2 separate regions of the Zea mays genome follow, and region 2 is linked to region 1. The links are chromatin contacts, called in public Hi-C maps. All regions are on one chromosome and are shown on one strand. Each heading gives the region's core, a stretch centred on a gene start, on an enhancer-like site or on the middle of the called end of the contact. The rest is flanking DNA. Distances are from core to core; before and after follow the strand shown.

Evidence for each region. Hi-C and Micro-C count contacts between places; a contact is called where the count stands out from the background.
Region 2: a contact with region 1 is called in a Hi-C map of tassel, with 4 times the contacts expected there. The contact joins the promoter of LOC100193640 here to the promoter of LOC100193150 in region 1. A contact is called at or near these places in 7 of 25 Hi-C or Micro-C datasets (bundle sheath, ear, endosperm and 3 more) and 1 of 3 datasets of contacts at active chromatin or transcription factors (leaf).

The regions. Positions count from the first base shown.
Region 1 is chr2:72,645,383-72,650,030 of Zm-B73-REFERENCE-NAM-5.0, forward strand. It overlaps LOC100193150, which reads right to left and starts at 2,847. Exons shown (of 13, transcript NM_001358650.1): 1 at 2,729-2,847; 2 at 2,490-2,595; 3 at 1,677-1,802; 4 at 1,473-1,588; 5 at 276-364; 6 at 12-57. The coding sequence starts at 2,499.
Region 2 is chr2:72,853,769-72,858,416 of Zm-B73-REFERENCE-NAM-5.0, forward strand. It overlaps LOC100193640, which reads left to right and starts at 2,841. Exons shown (of 1, transcript XM_020548334.3): 1 at 2,841-3,618. The coding sequence starts at 3,147. The coding sequence ends at 3,356. It overlaps LOC100275333, which reads right to left and starts at 2,451. Exons shown (of 1, transcript NM_001364363.1): 1 at 1,722-2,451. The coding sequence starts at 2,191. The coding sequence ends at 1,979.

The DNA.
Region 1 (4,648 bases), core at 1,597-4,096:
GTATTACATACCTCAGCAACCTCTCTGTATTGTACCAGCACAATGTGTTCATATGCACTGCAAAAGTAGAGAATGTGAATCGATAAAGTTGAATGTTGTAACCACTATTTTTGTTTCTCAAAGACAGATGTTCAGAAACAATTCAATTTATTCTTAAGTAACAAGTTACACAGTAATTCAGCACAATTGTGACTACAATTATCGCATACAACTTACATGGGTCATAAATCATAATTTCACAGATTTGAGCTAACTGAATGGCAAGATAATCTTACGGTTCCAACATCCAGAAACACCGTCTCTGGAAACATGGATTTTGCTCCCCATGAGCGTAATAGCAGCTCAAAGAATCAACATTTCCAACCTGCAGTCATGAGAAAATGTCAGATGTGAGACAGAGGACGCTGATCAGTTATCGACTTCTAAAATTTATAATCTGTAACAAACTAGTGAGATAAAGGTACCACTTTCATTTGAGTTTTATAAATTCCTATAAAATTCTTAATTCCTAAGAAAAAATCATATTAATCGACAGACAAAAAAAACTGCAGACTTGATTTGGTGACACCTGATCTCGCACTCGCACTACCACACTACAGACAGAAAACTAGAAAAAGGTCCCGTCAACAATCAGGCAACCATCAACCTACCAAGTGCCAGGGGTATTATATTCCAGCAAACGACCAAAAAAAGCTCCTAGAGCGCTTTTGCTCCAGCAGAGCGCCATAATATGCATTCATTTGTGACAACCTGTAGCAGCCATGAAACTCAAACTTGTGCCATTAAAGATGAAAGTCTGAGCGTCATGACTGTGCTGCAGGCTGTCACATAGGAGGTACATCATAATTTCATAAAGTAATTGCCAAAGGTTCTCCTAGCCACCCATGCTCACAATATAATAAAAAGTGTAGACCCAGTGCCGGAGGCTCCCGCGTGAGTGGGGTCTAGGGAATGTAGGGTCCGGGGAAGGGATAAATAGAGGTAAGCCTTTCCCCCGGAATTTGCGGAGGCGTTGACTTACCGAAAATGCTCTCAACATTGCACCAGGCCTGCCCTTCTATGCTCAGAATATAATATTTATATTTTTGGTCTTCACTATGAAAACACATTCATTGACTATTATGATAAGACAACATAGATGGAAACAGTTTTTTGGTATAGTCAAGCTTGCAATGCTGTTTGTAAAATCATAGGTATATGTAAAGGTCACTGGGACAGGCTATCATGGAAATTAAGATGGACATAATACATAGTTTGACCAAGTAAGTCGTTTTAACTTTGTCCCAAGTCGATAGTTTACATGTTGCACCGCGGAAAAGTCATGGTAGACAAGAAGGTGATTTGCCCAAAAAGCGAGTTTTGTAGTATTGAAACATAAATTCTTAACAACCACTGTTGAACTAGAAGACGCAGATAAAAATATGGAAACAACTGAAATGATTTGCTGCTATACTGAGCCTTCTAAAATAAACCTTCAGTCGTTCATGAGCCTCCCCAACTGTTCTTCCATCCTTCTTCCTCCGCCATGTGTGACCATCTCTCCGGAAATACCGATTGACACGACGATTGTAAAGGAATAGGGAACCACCTGTAGAACAATCAAATATGTTGTCAAAGAAAAGAACAATTATACAAGTAAGATAATTTCCTCTAATTAAGGGATATATGTGCTTTACTGGGTGGCTTCTTTGGTGCCTCATGGGTGATAGGGAACCTCTCGTGATTCTGCAAGATATAGTACACTTCAGAAGGCTTTAACCACCTACTCCTTGCTTCTTCACGAAGTACGTTGATGTCAAAACCTACAGCCAGACAGAGTACCAAAGGATAAGCCGATAAGGCGCGGCAGTATTTAATTTTCTATTAAACCCCATAGGACCACAATAAATTCTCAACATTAACATGAACCTCATCATGGGATATGATTAGTTAAAGAAATCATTCCCATCTCAATATAAAGGTATATTGTATAAAGTTATAAAAAGAAAAATTCCGATGTTTTCAAGCTCGTCTAGGGAATGTACTGATCTCAGCAGTGTCGAAACCCCAACATAAGCCATGAACCTTGCCAAGATTTGCACCTTTATACGGTAGGAAAGGGCATATTTATGCTTCCAAGAGCTTGTACGAACATCCCATCCGTTATTCCGCTACAGCTGTACCAAAAGCTCAACGACGAATTCGAGCCAGAGTGGAGCATGAGCTCAAAAAGAATCTAACAAACGCCCTGCCTATTCCATCAATCACTGAAGAAACACAAGCGCTCAAAAGAATCCGATGTTTTCTTTTCTCTATTCTCCCTATATCGGGTAGTGGGATCCACTTAGCAGCATCAGAAGCAATCAAGAGCCCCCGCCAAGAAACAAGAACCGCTGCTCTCATCGCCCTACCTAGGTCCACCCCCAGGAAGTACAATAAAGATGATGTCTTGGCCGCGGCAATCAAGAATCACCAAATAAACGACGAGAAATCACAAGAAAAACACTCACTCTGGCTCATGGTCACTTGCAGAGATCCAACAGCTTCTAAGCTCCCATGGAAAGAGGGGGGCGAGGAACCCCCGCACTATGGTTCCCCCAGTTGCCAACAAAAGCTCTGAAATTAGCCGCTAACAAACAAGAGTTAGGGAGGACGAGGAGAAGCTGCAGTACGCCACAAGAACTCCTCCTGTGCCCTTTACTGGCTCCCGCAGCGCAGATGAGGATACAGCAGGGCAGACAGGGCATACCCTAGGGTGAGAGGGGGAGAGAACATATTGGTGAGTAAATCGATCAGCTGCTTCTGCTGATTTAGAACATATTGGTGAGAGGGAGAGAGAAGATATTGGTGCCTGAGTCTGCTGCTTCTGCAATTCAAGACAGTGACTGGCCCTTGTGTACCCTGATTTAGGGCTTGTTTGGAACAAAGGGTAATAGAGGGGATTGAGGGAGCTATAATCCCTCACTATTTAAAATTAAGTAGTAGGGGATTCTAGCCCCCTCAATCCACTCCATTACCCTTGATCCCAAACAAGCCCTTAGAGTTTATTAGTCCACGTCCATCCACAGAATTTCATTAGCGAAAAGCGCAGCTGAACGGGTTTGTTGGCGAGGATAAACAACTGTAGTAAGATATTAGTGTGTAGGTGCACATGGGATTTTCATACTGCAACGAGCAACTTGTGCAATCCTGACTTATTAAACTGCTCTACCTTCTCATTTTGGTTTTTGTTTATAGCTTGACTTGACCTGGGAGTCGAGATGACGAGTGAAACCATTATTCATAGTATCACTGGTCACTCCTCCCCATCTGAATGCGAAAGCAAGTGCTTGTTCTTTTCGCAGAGGGTTAGGTAAAAATTGCCGTCTAGAAGTCAGTGACACCGACACCGAGTGTAGTTGTAGATGAATGCTTGAGCACCTTCCTGAGATCCAATGTATACACTAGCTATCCTAAAGCCACAGCCAGCCTTACTTATCTCAACTTATATTTTAAATTACACTTGTAGAGTATAATATATATAGTACAAAATAGTGTCTACCGTGGCCATATCTACAAAATATGATATGCTGGCTATAGCATAAGCAAGACTTCTCATCACCATATTAGAGGCATTCATTTACTCCATTCTTTCCCAAATAATAGTCGTTTTAGCTCTTAGTTTTTATGTCTGTATTCAAATTGATGATAATAAAGATAGACACATATACAAAACACATACATCAAGTATTGTATTAATCTATCAATTTTTTAAAAACAAATTTTATTTTGGGACGGATGGAGTGCTCCATATGTTCTAAAATAATAGTCGATTTAGTTTTTTATTTTTATATTTATATTTAAATAGATAAATATATATATATATAACACATACATTAAGTATTGTGTGAATTCAATAAATATCTAAAACGAATTTTATTTTGAAACAGACGGAGTATTATTTATGTGTGAGAAGGCCTCAAACTCTACTCGGCAGAAATAGGGCAAAGTTAACTACGTTTACAGTGCAAACCTGACGAATGAGCGCGAGTACATTTCTCAATACCACACGCTAACAAATGATTTTGCTGAACTACAAACTTGGCTTTTAGGATGACAGACAGCTGAAGAGAGAAGATGGCCTCGCTCTCAAAGCCGCGTGCTCGAGCATTACACGGAGGAGCAAGTGGTACCAAATTGATGGGACACGGTCCAAGGTGTCGGGGATGATTGGGGAATCTACCTGGTGATGTCTACAGTGCACCCCAGGGCTCTCAAAGCCGTTGGTTTTATTAATGGGCATGGTAGGTAGAGTTTTAAATTTTTTTCCAAACTATAAAAATGTGGTGCTTTAAAGCGTTTTTATATTAAAATAACAGATGAGAAATATTCTGTAGACATTTTGGTAAACTGGATAAACAGTATGCAGTTTTGTTGACCATGCAAGTGAGTTTTCTACTTCGTATGGGTTCGATACCTTCGGTGTTGATGTAATGGTGTCATGATTTTGGTCGGGCGATAGAAAATATAATGATACATACTCTACTTTATACTTTCTATCTCATTTGGTGACGATAAAAAATGGAGTTAATGCTCATTTCGTGTGTCTAGGTAGGATGCAGGGACTGATTTAGATCACAGGCCACCTAGGTCGGGGCCTAGGGCGTGGGCGCGTGGCTCATGTAGACAT
Region 2 (4,648 bases), core at 1,591-4,090, 210 kb after region 1:
AAGCTCCCAAAGATGTGCCAGTCACCATGGATCAAGATGGCGACGATGACGATCTTTTGGGGGAAGAGATGGTGGATTATGAAACAACACTAGAGCAACGAGATATGAAAGTTAATGTAATTACATTTTTAGCCGATTATACTATTATCTGTGATGATGAACATGTGGTCTTCACCAAACCAAAAGAATCAGTCAATCATTTAAAGGTTCTCTGTGTGTGGCCATGTTGATGGGGCACCGAGTTCTAGGATGCTAGTTGATGGTGGAGCGACCTTCTCTATGTGTGTGGCCGTGTTGATGGGGCACCGAGTTCTAGGATACTAGTTGATGGTGGAGTGACGATCAATTTAATGCCTTATTCCTTGTACTGAAAGCTTGGCAAACAGGATAGTGAGCTGATTAGGACCAATATAACGCTTAGCAATGTTGGGAGCAACAGTTCGATCGAAGCTAAGGGTGTCATGTCTATTGAATTGACCATCGGGACAAAGATCCTTGCCGCTGCTTTCTTTGTCATCGAAGTAGAAGGCAATTATAGTGTTATCTTAGGTAGATATTTGATACATGCCAATGTGTACCTTCTACTCTACATCAAATGCTAATACAATAGGTAGGTGACGAAATAAACATAGTACATGCAGACTCATCGGCTTGCATTGCTATGGCTGATGTCCCTGTATCTTGGACTTATGAAACTACAAAATGTTTGACAAGGGTTGATTTTTCAAATTACCAATTCATAAGTGTATGCATGGAAGTCTTCACTCTTGTAGTGTTAGAGCTGATGGAAAAACGACTAAATCATAAGTGAATAATGATGCATACATCAGAAAAAATAGGTCAGGTCGTGGGCGGTCTGGGCCCTAAGACTGGATAGTCTGAGGTCCAGCCGAGAGGTCTACGGTTTCCAGCCCCTCTCACGGACGATCCGGTCTGCATGGTCAGACGGTTCAGAGTCCATTAGAGAGCCATGCGGTGCGCGACCCCTCTCGCAGATGATCTGCCCCCCATGACCGAATGGTCCAGAGTCCAACTGAGAAGTCTGCAGTTTGTAGCCTCTCTAGCGGATGGTCCGGCCCGTATGCCCGGACGGTTCGCCGCCCAGTGGAAGGCGGCAAACTCCATTGACATAAGCACAATAGAGGAGTTCAGGGATTTGGACAAGTTAGGTTAGGGGTTTACATCGGTCGATCCTTTAGAAGAAGTTGACATAGGAGATGGTGGCACTCCAAGGACAACTTTTGTAAACGAGAAACTGAAATTCAATCCTGGGAATAGTTTTATCATGTTATTAAAATTATATTTTGATTGTTTTGCTTGGAGTTATACTGAGATGCTAGATTTAAGCCAAGAACTAGTGGAGCATCGGTTGCCTATTAAGTCTGATTTTATGCCATTCAAGCAAAGTTCAAGACTGTTTTGTCGAGACTTACTCTCTAGGATTAAGGCCGAAATCCATCGACTTTTAGAGGCTAATTTTATTGGGTCTTGCAGATATGCATATTGGGTTTTTAACATTGTGCTGGTGGAGAAAAAAGATTATGGTAAGTTTAGTGTATGTGTTAATTTTCGTAATAACCAAACTAAACTATAGTAATAACTAACAAGAGAATATAATTCTGAAACGTTTTCTAGCAGAACCTGAATCCATAACAAATGTATCTTAAATAAAGTGAATCCATGAGTTGAAAATTGAAAAGTAGACCAACGATCGAGACAGATTTTGAAGCATCAGGATGATGCTAAAACAAGATCACGTACGTATACAAGTATACCCTTGTTAAAGTAGGAATACAGGTACAGCCTATGAAATGGCCGGGCGATCGACCGTGTGATATATATGACGAGAGAGAGCATATAATACAAAACAACGGGTTGACGAATAGACGACGACGAACAGGTACGTACGGTGCGTGCGGTGAAGATTAGCTAGGGAGCTCAGCTAGTCGCCCACAGGTAGCGAGCTGAGGTACAGCAGCTAGGCGCCGGTGTAGATGTGGAGTTTGCACGCCATGGTGACAATGAGGAAGAGGACGAAGAAGATGATGGTGTGGACGGTGGCGGCCTTGCCGGTGACGCGGAGGCTGCCGAAGTCGACCCAGCGGTGCATGCCGGGGAGCTCGATGAGCAGGCCCGGCGAGAGGAGCACGAAGAGCACGACGCCCACCACCACGGGCGCCCAGTCCAGCATCCCGGCCGGTCCTAAAAACTAGTCTAGACTAGGTAGTGCTAGGCTTGTATTGTACTGCTGCGTGCGCGTGGGTGTGTGTATTGCCGCGATGCATACTACGTGTGTGCGCGCTTGCATTTTGTGGAGCAGGACTGCAGGAGCAGCAGGAGGGAGAGGGAAACTGGGGCAATAATAATGGAGCGGAAAAGAGGGAGATTCATGGAGGAATGAGACGTCGACGAGATACCCATGCCTGGCTGAACCAATCGACGCCAAAGAGTGAGAAAGCGAGCAGGGGAATCGGAGGAGGAAAAGCATCGGGATGAGGATGGGGTGAGAGAGAAAGGGATGGTTGCTGACTCTTGATTAATTTGGCGGTACGGTGGGCATGTTTGCTTCCCTTGTTTCATTAACTTGAATCGGTTCTTTTTGCATCGATTTTAATCCAAATGAAAAACTGACGCTTGCTGTGTTTTTGTTTTGAAAAAAAAATAAACAAAGGATGGAGCGGAGCCGGCTGCCAGTGTACAAATTCTGCTGGACCCTTGAAGGGCCCAAGCCCAGCAGGCCTCCCGATTCCCTGCTGCTCCGGCACGGACCCGTGCGCCGCTGGGGCCCGCGTAGATCCGTTGCGTCGCCTCCCTCTCTCACGCACGGTCGCACACCAGACTCCAGTACTCCAATGTGCAAGCAAAGCAGCAAGCCAGCAAGCAACGGTTGGATTCCTTGCCCCCGCCCGGACCACGGAGAGAGGCTGGACCACGCAGGCTCCTGCCCCTGCCAATGACGCGTGGGGCCCGCCTCGCTTTCTTTACCCCTCTAAAAAGCCTGCCACTGCGGCGCTCCTCATTCCAATTTCCAAGAGAGACAGAGAGAGCGTGTGGATTTGGGGGAGCTTCTTCACTGGAGAGTGGAGAGCTCCGGTAGCGAGGCGAAGGAAGGAAGAGGGAGGAGGGGAATCAGAGAGGTCTCCCCGATGGCGGACTGGGGCCCCGTGATCGTAGCGACGGTGCTGTTCGTGGTCCTCACGCCGGGGCTGCTCTGCACGCTGCCGGGCCGGGGCCGCGTCGCAGAGTTCGGCAGCATGCACACCAGCGGCCTGGCCATCCTCGTCCACGCCGTCCTCTACTTCGCGCTCATCACCATCTTCCTCATCGCCATCGGCATCCACGTCTACGCGGGCTAGTAGCCGCCCGGAGCAGGATGCGATATACGGAGTAGTAGGTTGCGCCGCCGCCGTGATCCAGATCAAGATCTGTTTTTTTTTCTTTGTTCCTTTTCGCTCTCTCTCTCTCTCTGCCCTCCTCCTCGGATTTGCTGCCAGTATGGACGAAATCATTGATTATGGTCTGGACGTCTGCTTGTAATCAATCATGACTTGTGTAATCTTGCTTGCGGCCATCAGTATCGATCAAATATCAATCGCGCTCATTCCATATTTTTTTTAATTTGAATTGCTTCTTCGTTTGCTCTCTGAGCGTACCTCTGATTGCTTTTTTGCTTGCTTGGTGGCCGTCGCTTGCTTTGCCCATGTTCGGGGCCATTGATTGGTGAGGTCGATTAGTGTGCGCAAATCGCAATCCAAGTCGGGCCCGACCGGGTCCACCGGATCGGAATTGCCGTGCGGCGTGCGCACTAGAATTATGTCGGCTAAATCCAACGTAAAAGTGAAGGCAATAAGATTATTCTTTATATAGTTTATATAGTTTAGGGTTTAAGATTAAAGTTAGACGTTCGAACTCCGTAAGAATAATAGAAATCATTTTAGATTAAAGTCGAGCAAACAGACGGTTTTAATGCAAATTCAGTAACATTTTTTCCAGCACTACATCAAACTAACAATAAAACGATACCTTTCCAGCACTTCATCAAACTAAGAGGCTTTCTCCTTGTAGAATACGACGGAACCTGACTGCTCACGAGTCACAAAGCACCCACTTTCTTCTCTCTTATATTTCTACCTTACAACTAAATGCCAATAGCAATTATAAAAAATATGAGGATGAAACAAACCCGTCTCAATAGATATTTCACACGATTTTCAAGACTTTAGAAACGAGTTGACATACAAATTTTATACCCATGAAACTCATTCATCTTAGATCCTACGTTATGTCATCTAAAATGGCACACTATTAAATATGGATAAATGACCATAAAACTATCATTAAGAGTATTCTAATGGGATATGTTGACGGTTAATGCATATGACCGTGAAAAATATTGTTTTGTACTATTTGTATAGTGGAGTTTGAAATAGAAGATGATTATGATTATGAGTAAGTTGCTAGACTTCACGGTAGCTTTTTGAAAGTATGTGCGATGTAGTTGGTTATCATGCAAGGCCCTCTCGGCGGTAAGTTTATTTATACTAGAAAAGGGCAGTGCTCTGTCAGGCGCTGTACCGTTCACGAATACACAGGTTCTTGTAGAACTATATTGTATAATAAACTGAACAATGTACTACTAAAGTGGCAA